Linked DNA regions of Rattus norvegicus: region 2 is linked to region 1. Evidence: chromatin contacts called from public Hi-C data. All regions are on one chromosome and are shown on one strand. The core of a region is the stretch at or near the end of the contact, and the rest is flanking DNA. Distances in the headings are between cores, read along the strand shown.

Region 1 (6,536 bases), core at 1,305-3,804:
TGCGACACTATCCTATGGACTGGTTATCATACACATTTTTTTTAAAAAATAAAACCCACAAGCTATCTTTCAAACTGTATATACTTTTGTATTCTAAAAATTGACATTTCAAAATAATTTTTGCGGACAAAAAGAATTCAAAGTATAAGTAAATTAGCATTTGCTTTTAAAACAATTTAAGCACTTCTATCTTACCAGGTTCTTCATGACTGAAGATCTATGCCTTACGTTTGGCACTGGATGGTGGTGGGGTAGGAGTGTAGACCCTCAAGTTCTTAAACTGTGGGTTTTGTGTAACTGACTGTGGGGGTTTGGAAAAGTTTGACAACAGCAAAAGGTTTCTGAATGTGCAACAATCAAATAGAAATCAAAATCGAATGAGTAGTGCAATCGGATTTGTGTAGGAGTTCATCCATGTTGGACTGTGGGTTATCACTTCAGCCTTGGTTCTGAACACGTCATGTGCACTTTGTTCTGTGTATGTAATCTTTGAAACGCCTTGGCCCAGATGTGAGATTTCTGTCTTATGAATTGCAGTGGTTTTTTTTTTTTAAATTGTAGTTTTCTAGTCTTGTAAAAGCAAAGATTATTTTTAATTATGTATACTTAAGGGTCTGTGCACCTGAGCGCAAGTGCCCCCAGGAGGCCAGAGGCATTGGCTGTTCCTGGAGTTGGGAGTTACAGGCAGATGAGAGCAGTCTGCTGTGGGTGCTGCCAAAGTCTTCTGCAAGAGCATCGTGTACTTTCAACTGCTCAGCCATCCTTTCTGCTCCTAGATTTCTACTCTTAAAAGACATAGTAGCTTAAGGAAAAAATATAATATTTTCCTATTATTGCTTCTTAGCACGTGTCAAATTTATACATTTTTGGATTGTATTGTTAGAATCTTTGATTTTAAAAATTGCAGTTTGGGTTACTGACTTGCATTTCATTAAAAAAAAATCACACAAAAAATTTGGCTGGTGATTGGGATAGAATTTCCAACTATTTTTGAAATGTTTCCAAACCTAACTTTTTTTTTTTTTTTTGCCACTTTGCACTAGGTATTTATATAAAACCGATTCTCAGCATTGGTAATTAGAAAATCAAAATAGCAATCAACTACAAAAAAGTTGAAAATGTTTAGTCTATCAAATATTCAGCCAGGAATAATTTTTATGTAGGAATGGACACGCAAACCTATCTCGTTTGTATACAAGCTAGCTTTTGTCTTAAATGTGTAAGTTTTTTCATCTTTTTTTCTTTCAAACTTCATTTTTAGGTTAGGATACAAAGTAAGCATTCAAAGAAGGAAAACAAACTTTTTTTTGTGATCAATGTTTTATACCACAATTTTATATCCTATATACCCAGGGTGGCATAAAAATTTCTCAGGTGACGGGACGGAGAGTTGAAAAAGTTTAATTAGCTGTATTCTAGACTGCCCATTTTCGACATTTACTTTCCAGACAGTCTAGGATGCCTTTCCGTGGCAGAAGCATCAATACGTGCTTTGTTTCGCACGGAGCTTCCTAGAGATTTAAATTCAAGCAGTACCATAGGACACAATAAAGGTTTATTTTTACAGCACATCCATTTGTTTTGTTTGCTCTTCCCGTCCCTGGATACCCTGGCAATGAGCTGAATATCTGTCAGCAATTTGCTTGGCAATTTTTCTCATTTGGTATAGGCTCTCCTAAGTGATGCAGATAAAATTCGTCCCTAGCACGGCACGAGAACCAGGCAAACAGATTTGGAATGAGCCACACTGTAGATACAGCACGTGAATTCCACGCCGTAGGAGCAGACATTTGGTTTCTACCCTTGATTATTTGTGCCTGGCCTAGATTTCCCCTGGAACCCGTTTGCTTTTGCGCGAGGTGTGTTTCCCTTTGCTGGGCAGGAGGGAGATCCGGGAGGCAGCTTTGGAACGGCAGGGTTAGAACAGAGCGCGCGTCCGCAGAGGGCGGAAGGAATCCCGGGCAGACCAGACGGACACGCCCTGCCGCTTTCCCAAAGGGCCGTCTCTCCTGGGATGCCTGGCTCCCAGGCAGCCTGCAAAAACCCTTTTCTTTTTCCAATGCAGACGAGACAACCTCGGCGAGCCAAAAGCAGAGTCAGCGGCCCCACCCACTCGCCTCCAACGGACCCGGGTTGCCTTCCCGGTTCCCAGCAGCCCCCGCGGAGACGCCGCCCGCACGGGGCATGCTGGGAGTCGAGGTACCCGGCACTTCTTGACTGTCTTCCGTTCGGAATTCCACTTGGAACGCTGTGAGGTAGCATCGTAGTCGGCGCTACAGCCCCGCATTCGCAGCTCCAGGGCGCCAAGAACGACGCCCCTCGCCCGGCGCCGCGCACCCCGTCTCCCACAAACAGCCCTACTACGCCCCCTGCACGCTCTACAGAGATTGACAGCAGCGCGGCGCAGGGAGCTGCGGCCAAGTCGGAGGTGCGCAGGCGCACTAGCTCAGCGCCGAGCCCAGTTAGGCCCGGAGGGCGGGGCCAACACGAGGGCTCTGGGCCGCGGGGGCGCGCACGGAGACACGTAAGGCCGTCACGTGGGGAGCCGAGGATCGCAGTGCGCGTGGCCGCGGCGACTGGTGTGGGGTTGAGTCAGTTGTGACACCCGGAGCTGCTGACCCGACAGGCAGCCCTCGGGACCCGCGGCCCGGCAGCAGGCGCGGAGCTTCGGGAATCGTGAGCCTGGCCCCGTCCTAGAGCTCCGCGGAGCCGGCGCCGCCACCGTCCCCCGCCCCCGCCAGCGAACCGCCGCCGCGGGCGCGCCCCCGCTCTGCGCTGTCTCCTATGGCGTCCGCCTCCGGGGCCATGGCGAAGCACGAGCAGATCCTGGTCCTCGACCCTCCTTCAGACCTCAAATTCAAAGGTAGGCTGGCTGGGACGCGCCCGAGCGGGGCTGGGGCCGGCGGGCGGCGGCGGGGTGGACGGGCTGCGCTCCCCTCCCCCACGCCCGGACCGAACGTCGGAGCCGCGGCTCCGCTGCGTCCCTCCGCTCGGCGCCTCGGCGTCCGCCGCTGCCGGGCCGGGCTGCGGAGGGGAGGGGAGGGAGCCGGACGGACGCCGCGGAGGGCTCTGCCCGGAGCCGCCGCCATCTTGCGGCCCACGGGGGCGCCGCGGGAGCCCGCCCGCGCCTTGCCCGCCCGCCCGCATGGCGTCCTTGCCCCAGGGCGGCCGCGGCGCGGTCCAGGCTGTGCGAGCCGGAGGCTGGGAGCAAGAGCTCCGGGGTCTGCGGGCGCCAGCGGGCGACGTTCCGCGCCTTTGGGTAGGCACGGCCCGCGGGCGAGGCGCTCAAGACCGCGGGCTTCGCCCGGAGTCTTCCCTGTCAGGTGCCGGACTCTGTCAAGCCGGGAGACCCAGCAGTGTCTGGCTGGGACTGACCCCGAGTGTTGGCACGGCCCCAAGCGCGCGGCAGAAAGCTGTGCGTCAGCTGGGGCATGCATGGTCGTAGGTTAATGGGAGTGGGTCCCTTGGGTCACGTCGACTCGTCCTTAGGTACGGAGGACCCAGCCCTTGTGCTCCTAGTCCTTGAGTTCACACTGTCTTTTTACTGAAGACGACTCAGGGTCTGTGACCCTCTTACGTTTGCGGTTTCCCAGCATACCCGGAGAAAGCTGATAAGGTGCCACACAGCTCTGGAACTGTTGACTTTGGAGCACTGACTGTGATAGACAATCACTGGTTTGGTGATCCTTGTTCAGATCCGAGGCCGTTTGCCTTCTCAGTGTGTAGGAAACGAAAAGTTATACAGAACAGTTTACTGCATTTTAAGGAGCTAAAAAGAACACGTGCTTCCTATCTTTAAATGAAAAGTGCCCCCCTCCCCCTTTGGAAAGTTAATACCTTGCGTTTTAATTTCAGCAACTGGTGAAAACAATTTCCCTTAAGCGCATATCGATTCCAGTAGGAAAAGAAAAAGTAAACCCATTATAGTAGTGTAAAAGTGAGTCCACATGAAAATAGCTGAATTGTCCTTGTAGGAACAATTTAAAATAGTTCCAGATACTTAAGACTTTTATATTTTAAATAGTTTAGGACTTAAACATGTGGTATTCTGCTAGTAGCATGCCCTGCAGGCGTTTCAGTACATTCACAAGTTCCTCCGTACTAGACAAGAACTTGATTGTGATTTTAAGGCAGTTTTAATATGCTTGGAATTGGGTCGTGAACCACACTTATAATCCCGGCATTTTGGAAGTTCAGGAACCACCCAAAGTTTGAAATAAACCTGGACTACATGTGAGACACTTGACAGTGTCTCACCCTCCGGTATTTCGAGTGTATTTTGCTGCAGCAAATTTCTGGTTGCTTGATTTAAGTTTTTTTGGAGGGGAGTTGGGCGGAGTTTGCTGAGAAGTCCTCAGAGTATTTGTACTGTAGTAGCCATCATTAGTGGGAGCGATTTAATATAAATCTTGACGATATTCTGTGTGGTTTGCTTTCCCCCTTTTGACAGTGTAGAGCAAATTTTCCTTACTGCATAGCCATGTGTGAAAGGTATTTTATGAGGCAGGTTTTAAAAACCACCAGAAATTGTGCTGTATTCATGTAGATCACTCATTTTTGATATTAAATAATTACAACCGTGTTTATGCAACAGGCTCTGTGTTACCAAAAATCCCAATGCTGGTGGAAAAGGCATGTAAATGATACCGGGGCAGGAGCACGTCTGAAAGAAGCTCTTTTCTGTAGGAAACTCAAGGAAAAGGCTCTTGAAGTTGCCTGGGGAAAGTCATGCAAAGGGAGTGGTTGAGTAAATCGGAGTGAGATGAGATGCATAGACTCCAGTCGGTCAGACTTGTGGAAAGGTGGGAGAGATGGATATGATAGGGAGAGGTGCAGAGGGTTGAAGTGAGGTTTGCTGCTTTTCTCCTTAGTGTTACTTTGTCAGCCAGAGGTAACTTGGTACAGTGGAAGCCTCTGTATTTCAATGCACAGCTTTACACTAAGTAGGGTGATTTAGAATCCACTGTGCATCTTTTGGTTGACCATATCAAAAATTATTTAACTGATCTTTACATGTCTTTCATTTAAGTATAGGTTGTTTATACATTTCATTTTGCAAAATTACTTGATTGTGTGCAAGGTTTATTTGAATTATTTGGATTCAACAGTGGTTTCTTCAGGAGTGACTCAGCCATTCTGAGATTGACAGTTTTTCTTTAATATGAATAATGACTTGATAAGTGTTATAACTTTGTAGTTTACTTCTCATAACTAGTAATATATATATAAGTCTCTTGATTGTAGAATAAATTCTAAAGCAGACCTTTTAGAGCATAAAAAGATTCATTAAGAAAATTTTTGGTTGCTTAAATTCTAGCAATACTTTAACCAATAATTTAGATTTGAAATTGGATATTTCACAGAAAAAACTTTTTTGTTCCTAACATTTACTATATTATAAAATTTGTTTATTGTTTTGTGTTGCATTTTACTGTTCCTAGCTGTTGACAGTATTGAACTTTGAAGAAGAAAGTTTTGCAAAAAGAGAATTCTAAGTGTGTGCTTGCTCATAATGGTCAGGGGAAAGAGGAAAACTGACTGAAATCCTTGTGTTGAGGTGGCTCTTGTTAGCACCTGAGGACTACAGAGCTGTGCTGCCACTGCCAGCAGTCACACCCCTTCTGAGACTGGGTTCTTTCATCCATCCCAGGATGGCTTTGGACTCCCTGTACAACCGTGAGGATCTTGAATTCATTTTAAAATTTAATTTTTTAAAGAGATTGATTTTCTTTGTGTAAGTCTTTTCCTGTAGGTACATGTGTATACTACTTGGGTCCTGGGTGCTTGTGGAGGCCAGAAGAGGGTGTCAGATCCTTTGGAAACGGAACAGGGGTTACAAATGGTCATTAGCTGCAATGTGGGTTCCTGGAATTGAACCTGGATCCTCAGGAAATGTTCTCAACCACTGAGCCATCTCTTCAACCACTTTTTAAACTAAAGAAAAAAAAATTTTTTTTGACAATTTTACAGACACACAGGGTAACGTGATCATCTCCACTATTTTGTTCTGCTCCACCTGACCCCTGCCTCATGCTTCCCTCCTACCTTTGTGTCTTCATTAAAAGATGAATATTTGTAATTATTTATGTGTGTCTTCATGTGGACATGAGTGTAGGATTCTCTGAAGCTGGGGTCACGGATGGTTGTGAGCTACCTGATGTGGATGCTGGAAGCTGAATTCAGGTCCTCTGAAGTAGCAGCCAGCGCTCTTCCATCTCCTCCGGCTCCCCTACCTTAAAAAGTTGACTCTGGTGTGGGAGCATAAGCAGCCTGCTAGCTGCCACCTCCCTTCCCCTAAAGAAGATTGACTCACCTTTTCTCAATAGTCGTCTGAGATAACCTCGAGCGGGTCTCTTGCATAGGTACCACAGCTGCTGTGAATTCAGAAGTGCAGTGGCCATGCCCCCAGACAACAGCATCTCATAGCACTCTTTTCTCTCCTCCTCCTCTTAGAGTCTCTTTATGTCCTCTTTGATAGTCTCTAAGCCTTGAGGGGAGTGTGGCCAGTTGGGACTGAGCATGCACTGTCACCAATC
Region 2 (6,536 bases), core at 1,059-3,558, 180 kb before region 1:
GCACTGAAGAGCTGCTGATTAACCACTAGAGGGCGCAAGCTGTGGCAGTTCCTACATCAGCCTTTCAGAGCCAGCCTACCCCAGCTTACACTCCTTCCAGACTGCTCCACAAAAGCCAAGAGAGACGGCACCGCACCTTCTTCCGGGATGCACAGCCCCTGCCTGACTCAAAGGGACAAATACTCAGATGTGTCCACCTCAGCCAGCCACAAAGATTGACACTTTATAAGAACAGGAGGCTCCATCCTCAAAATCACAATCAGGGTACCGTCTCCAATCCTAACCTTGGGGAGAGATCTAAAATCAATGGGTGCTTTGATTACACACTATGAAGCTAGTTAAGTGGCCTAAAGGGAGAAGAAATGCAGAAGCTGCCTTTTACTGTGTGCAATGCTCCCTTAAGACAACTATTTAAGAGCACCCGTGCCCCCCAACAATTCAGCAACAGGTAGGTCCGATATGACTACCTCCTTTAAAAATACTTTAAAGACGCCTTCTGTGCTGGTTAACTGTCATATCCAGTCACCTGAGCATGGAAACCTCTTTACCTACCATTAAGCAAGCCTGGACGGCATTTTCTTAGGAACCCAAGTGGGAGGGCCCAGGCTCTTGTTGGTAGTGCCCCATCTCTGGATCCTGGGTGCTTTAAGAAAGCTGGCTGAACCGGCTAGGAGGAACAGACCAGGAAGCAGCATCCTCCATGGCCTCTGCATCAGCTCCTGCTTCCAGGTTCTTGCCCTGTAGGAGCCCAGACTACCTTGATGATGATGGTGGTGGTGATGAACTGTATGTAGTAAAGAAGACTAGGGGAGACCAACCTCTCCTCCTCCAGTTGCCCTTGGCCATGTTGTTTCATCATACCAACAGAAGCGCTGACTAAGATACTTTCTCAAGGCAACACCTCCCTCTGCTCGGAACAGGACTTTAAATAGAGTAAAGAAAACTTATGTCAGATCATGCTACAGACTATCCGGACAGTATTTGGAAGAGCAATTTCAAGGATGGCATCTCTGGATTACCTGGACAGGTATTAAGACACACTCCCCAGTCTGGGCGGGCTCTCCTCTAACCAGACAGCTCTGGTATTACGGTAACCAGCTCAACTCTACGTATTTCCTGGTCTCCTTAAGTCTCCCATGATCTACACTTAATACTTTCTGTGCACACTTTATTCCTAAAATGAATTTCAGAATCTACTGTATCTGGAAACATTAACACGAATAGAAATCATTTCTACTTAAGTGTAATTTACTTCTTCCCATATAAACTTAGCTAACTCATCATAGACTTTTCTGTCTCGAACCCGTATTTTCTGAAGCTTAGAAAGACACAAAACGCGCTCAAAATGAAAGATATCTAAATAATTCATTTCCTTCACCACATGGAAACGACGCCCACAAGTTGAGTAGGGTTTTTTTTTATGTACAAAAAGAATCAACTCTTTAAAAACTTCACTATTATCAACGGAAACCTGCAATTTTAGCATTCAAGTACGCGAATGAGCATTGAACACTCTCAATTTTAAAAAGCTGCTCTCAACCTAGTCACTGCATCCTGCCAAGGCCACACCTTCTAACCTCCCCGAAAATCGGAAATCAAACGTGTGAGTGGTGGTGGTGGGGACCCACAACGGCTCAGAGCTCAAGTAAAACACGGGTCTGTAATCCGCACACACTCCGGCGAGGGAACCCCAGAGGGCGGGCTGAGCACCGCACCGCCGCCGCGCAGCCCCCAAAGCGTTGCGGAAACACCTCCCGGCACCCGCCGCCTCCTTCCTCCGGGCGAGGGTGCGGAAGACACTCAGGAAAAACACACCCATGTCCCCTCTCCGGCCTCCGCCCCACGGGCTTCTGCTTCCCCAACAGCCGCCCCGCGGCCCGAGCCTGCGGGCGGCGGCCGAGGTCGGGCCACGCGGGCGCCCCCTGCGCGGCGGGGTCCGGAGTCCGCCCGCTCGCCCGCCGCCCTCCGGGGCTGCCGGGCCGCCCGCCACTCACGTCCGTCCGCGTCCTCCGGCAGGTCCTCCTGGAGCAGCGAGAGGTCTGCGCCGGGGGAGAGAAGAAAGGCCGGGTCAGCGTCCCGGGCCGGCGCCGTGCCCCAGCCGCCCGCCGCCCGCCCGGCGGCGCCTCCCCGCGCCGGCCTCTCCCGGGCGCTGCCGAGCGCGGGGAGCCGCCGCCGCCGCCGCCGCCGCCGCCCGGGGAACTGGGGCCACGTACCCGCCATCTTGTGCTCGCCCCCGCCTCCTCGTCTCCCGGGATCCCGCTCCGCGAGCCGCGCGAGCCGGGAGCCGGTGGGCGCGCGCGGGCCGGCGGGGGCGCGCGCGGGGCGGGCCGAGGCCCGGGCCTGCGGCGGCGGCTCCCGTACGCCCGCCCCGCGCGCCGCCCGCCGCCCGCCGCCCGCCTCCCGCCTCCCGCGCCCGGCCGGCCCGGCCCCGAGGCGCGCTCCCACCCGCGGCTAGAGGCGCCCTGGCTCAGAGCGTGCGGAGCGCGGCGCGAGCTGCCCGGCCGGGACCTGCGGCGTGTGCCCGAGCCCGGCGGGCGGGGTCCCCGCGGCCCGCAGCTCTGTTGGGTCACCGGCCTCGCCCACCGCCGGCCGCCGCCCGCTCCGCCGCGCGCCGCTCGTCGCCCGCGCCCCTCCCAGACCTGCTCGTGCGTCGCCGGCTGTCCGCGGCCGAGCCTCCCGCCTCCGTGCGGAGGAAGCGCCGCCTCCGCCCGCGCGCCCAGGCCTCGCGAGTGACTGAACAAAGCCCAGGCCCCGGCCGGACGACAGTTGAGTGACAAAAGTTCCGCCGGCCCGATCGGCCGGCCTTCCCGTGCGGCACGTTAAAGCCGCGGCACGGGCTTTGGAGCCCGCGCGCCCCCCGGCGCCCGCCCAAGCTGACCCTGAGCGGCCCCGGGTGCGCGGGCCGGGCCGAGTCCAGTCACTCGGCGGTTCTTAGCCTTGTGACCGCAGGGAGGATCGCCGAGGATACCTGCCCCCTCCGCCTCTCGGGGGAATGGCAGACTGTCAGGAATCCAGCACCGTGCTTGCTACCTCGGGGTCCGGTTGCGGGGCGCCTGGAATCGGCTGCGCTTTTCTCAAGTGAACTATGCCACACATCTTACTGTTCCCTTTGTTTGAAGAGAGCTAAGTAGTTCTCGTGGGTTCCCAAGTCAAAGTAGGGCAGAAGTCCAGATTTTCTGACTCCAGGTCATTGTCCCATTTCTACGAGCCTCAAGTCTATATCCTACACCAGCTAGGTCTCCAGAATGGCTGGCTGTCCCCTAAAGCGAGTCTCGTACATGATGCCAGTTTTCGAATTTGATACGAAAAAAGGAGAATTACAAAGGTTCAGCTTGTTCCTTTCTGCACTATAGTCCCAACTCAGGACAGGATTTTGGCATTTTAAAACATGGGGGGATCAGACCAAGTTGTAGGTGGTCTTTGGCTACTTTGTGTGTTCTTTCTTCCACCCTCTCCACCTCTCTTCTTTCACCCTGTCACCTCCCTAATACTAAATAGAGAAAAAGGCAGGCATAGGGGTGGAAGGGGCCATTGATATGTTGGACTACTTCCTGCTGATTAGGGGCGTCAAGCTTCTTGGAGCAAGTTCTGTCGTCAGGTATATCTCATTTCTTCCTGTTTCTTTGCTCACAACTAACCAACAACCCTGCCTCTCCGTCCCTAGTATTTATATACCCTCTGAAAAGTCTCCAGCATTCCAAATGGCAGAAACTATCTGCAGCTGGCAAAAATCACGCCCTTGCTAGAGCACAAGGCAAACCACAGTCAGCTTCCACGATCAATCTGAAGCAGCCCCATATCCTACACCTGAGATTAAAACAAAAACATTCCCATTTAAAAAAAAATCCAAAGAAACCAAATTCTCACCACACTAAGTAAGCAGATCCTGCGGAATGCATATGTATGTTTAGGGAAATGAGTTATGCACAGTTACAACATCTCTCCCTGACGGATATCACTTAACAGATAAAACACAGATTGTATAATATGAACTGAAATTCTAAGAGATTAAAAAAATCAAATATATCCTGTAGCTCCAAAACCTAATTTCTCAAATACAGAATAATTTAAAACAAAGGGGTTGGGGATTTAGCTCAGCGGTAAAGTGCTTGCCTAGCAAGCACAAGGCCCTGGGTTTGGTCCCCAGCTCCTAAAAAAAAGAAAAAAGAAAACAAAAGCAAAACTTCCACATGCATTTCTTTACTCAAAAAAAAATTTTTTTTAAGGCAGGGCCTCTTGCTGGTCTGAAAGACACTACATCCAGCTTGCTAGAAAGCCCCAGAAGCCACGTGGTGGTTGTGCACATCTTTAATCCCAGTGCTCAATGCAGAGACAGGCAGGTGGATCTCCCTGAGTTCGAGGCCAGCGTGGTCTGCAGAGCGAATTCTAGGACAGCCAAGACTACACCAAGAAAATCTGTCTTGAAAAACAAAAACAAACAAACAAACAATCAAAAACAACCAAAAAGAAAGCCCCAGGGATTTGCTTCTCTAGCACTGGGATTGCAAACTAGTTTGGGGGATTAAATTTATGATCTCATGGGGATGGAGAAATGGCTCAGTGGTTCAAAGCATTGACTGCTCTTCCAGAGGTCTTGAATTCAAATCCCAGCAACCACATGGTGGCTCACAACCATCTGTAATGGAATCTGGCGCCCTCTTCTGGTGTGTCTGAAGACAGCAACAGTGTGTTCATAAAAGAATAAATAAATTTTTTAAAAAATGGTTTAAAATTTATGACCTCATAAGGCAAGGCAAACATCACCAATGGGCTGTCTCCTCAGACCCTGATTTTTTTCCCTGGGGTCTTTTGAGACAGGGGCTCAATACATTGCTCTGGCTGGCCTAGAACACAGAGTTGGCCTTCATCTGTCTCAAAGTACTTGGGATTAAAGAAGTACACCACCATGCCCCACCCTAGTTATACTATCGAATATTCATTGAACAAATGGTACGATGTTTTCAAAAATGTGTATTATACACTTCGCTCATGTCTACTTGTTAACATTTTTTAAATCAGAAAGTGAGAAGGACATGATTAAAATGGTTTTTAAAACAATCTCTTAGAATTTCTTTCTGTTCACTTCTGTGTTTGGAACCAGGCTGCCAGACTGTCTACTGTCAAAGTCACTCCCAAGTAATGAGTTGCCATTCCTTACTCACGGCATCCTCTACGTGTTTTTAAGTGTGGAAGGCAAATGCATGAAGCTATTCTCATCTCCCAGTCAGTGGGGCATTCCCCAACTGGAAATCTTAGCCCTTTCTTGGGTTTTCATAGCTTAGTTTTGTTTTCCAAAGAAACACGATCTCTTTTTTTTTAACATTAATTTATTTTATGTATGAGTACACTGTCGCTGTCTTCAGACACCAGAAGAGGGCATCGGATCCCATTACAGATGGTTGTGAGCCACCATGTGGTTGCTGTGAATTGAACTCAGGACCTCTGGAAGAGCAGTCAGTGCTCTTAAGCACTGAGCCATCCCTCCAGCCTCACGGTCTCTATTTACCTCAACTGAAGGTATGTTTTCTCACACCAAGAAGATGGGGAATATTGCTAAAAGTCCTTTCCAGGGAGAGGCTTAAGCAATGTCTGCCCTCTCTCTCCAGGTCAAAGGTCAAATGGAGGCAGCCAAAGGTCACAGTGAGGAATCAATGAGTTTACCTGGCTCCCTTATAGAGCAGAAGTGAGGGGTTACTTAGTAGGTGCTCCTCCCTGAAAGCCTTTACCTACAGGGATGAGAGCTTCCCCAATGGTGCATAGATGGTCCCTCCTGCCCGTAGGCTTCCCTAGTCTGAAGCTTCTAGTTCCTTCCTCAGACCTGTACACTTAAGGCCAGTTGAGTACACCCTCCGTAATGAGAGAGGGCAAACAGCAAGCCCAGCTCGGAGGATGTTTGGCAAGGGGCACAGGCGAACGCTACATGACAGCAGTGCTCTCTGGTGGATTTAAATGTTCACAACAGACGTGTGAGACACCACAGCACAATGGGAGTAACCGCAGGATTCTTCACTGGAACCTCTTTGCCCACGCTCACTTGTGGAAAACGTAAAAATAGCTCACAAGAGAGAAAGCTCTAGAGTGTTCCCAAATGGATAAGAGAGAAGACAAAAGCCGGAGAACCAAGTTCTGCCCAGGATTGGCCCTGCTAACTTTCAGGATATTCTTTCTATTACAGGAGCAGGATGCCCTAAATGTGGGCAGCGCCATTTCTCCGTCCAGAGCTAAGCACTGGCAGTTCCCTCTTTTCTCCGCTTCCTGGCATGCCTACATGTGAGCCAGAGCCACTGCCACAGCGTCACCACGTATTTTATTTTTATGTGCATGTATTTGTGCACAAACGGATGAGCTATATATACTATTTTTACATTTAGTGTGTGTGTGTGTGTGCATGCCTCTGTGTGTGTGTGTGTGTGTGTGTGTGCCTGTGTGGTGTGTAGGTGTATGTGTGCATGCCAGTGTGTGTGCGTGCCTGTGTGTGTGTGTGTCCGTGTGTGTGTGTGTGTGTGTGTGCGTGCGATCGTGCACAGGCACACACA

The links. A called contact is a pair of places that touch in the nucleus more often than the background predicts.
Region 2: a contact with region 1 is called in a Hi-C map of Schwann cells, with 7 times the contacts expected there. The contact joins the promoter of Ppp4r1 here to the promoter of Vapa in region 1. A contact is called at or near these places in 11 of 12 Hi-C or Micro-C datasets (the A7r5 cell line, Schwann cells, frontal cortex and 6 more) and 1 of 1 datasets of contacts at active chromatin or transcription factors (oligodendrocytes).

Annotation. Positions count from the first base shown.
Region 1 is chr9:112,650,749-112,657,284 of GRCr8, reverse strand. It overlaps Vapa (VAMP associated protein A), which reads left to right and starts at 2,554. Exons shown (of 6, transcript NM_031631.2): 1 at 2,554-2,863. The coding sequence starts at 2,785.
Region 2 is chr9:112,834,578-112,841,113 of GRCr8, reverse strand. It overlaps Ppp4r1 (protein phosphatase 4, regulatory subunit 1), which reads right to left and starts at 2,308. Exons shown (of 20, transcript NM_080907.2): 1 at 2,214-2,308; 2 at 1,995-2,039. The coding sequence starts at 2,220.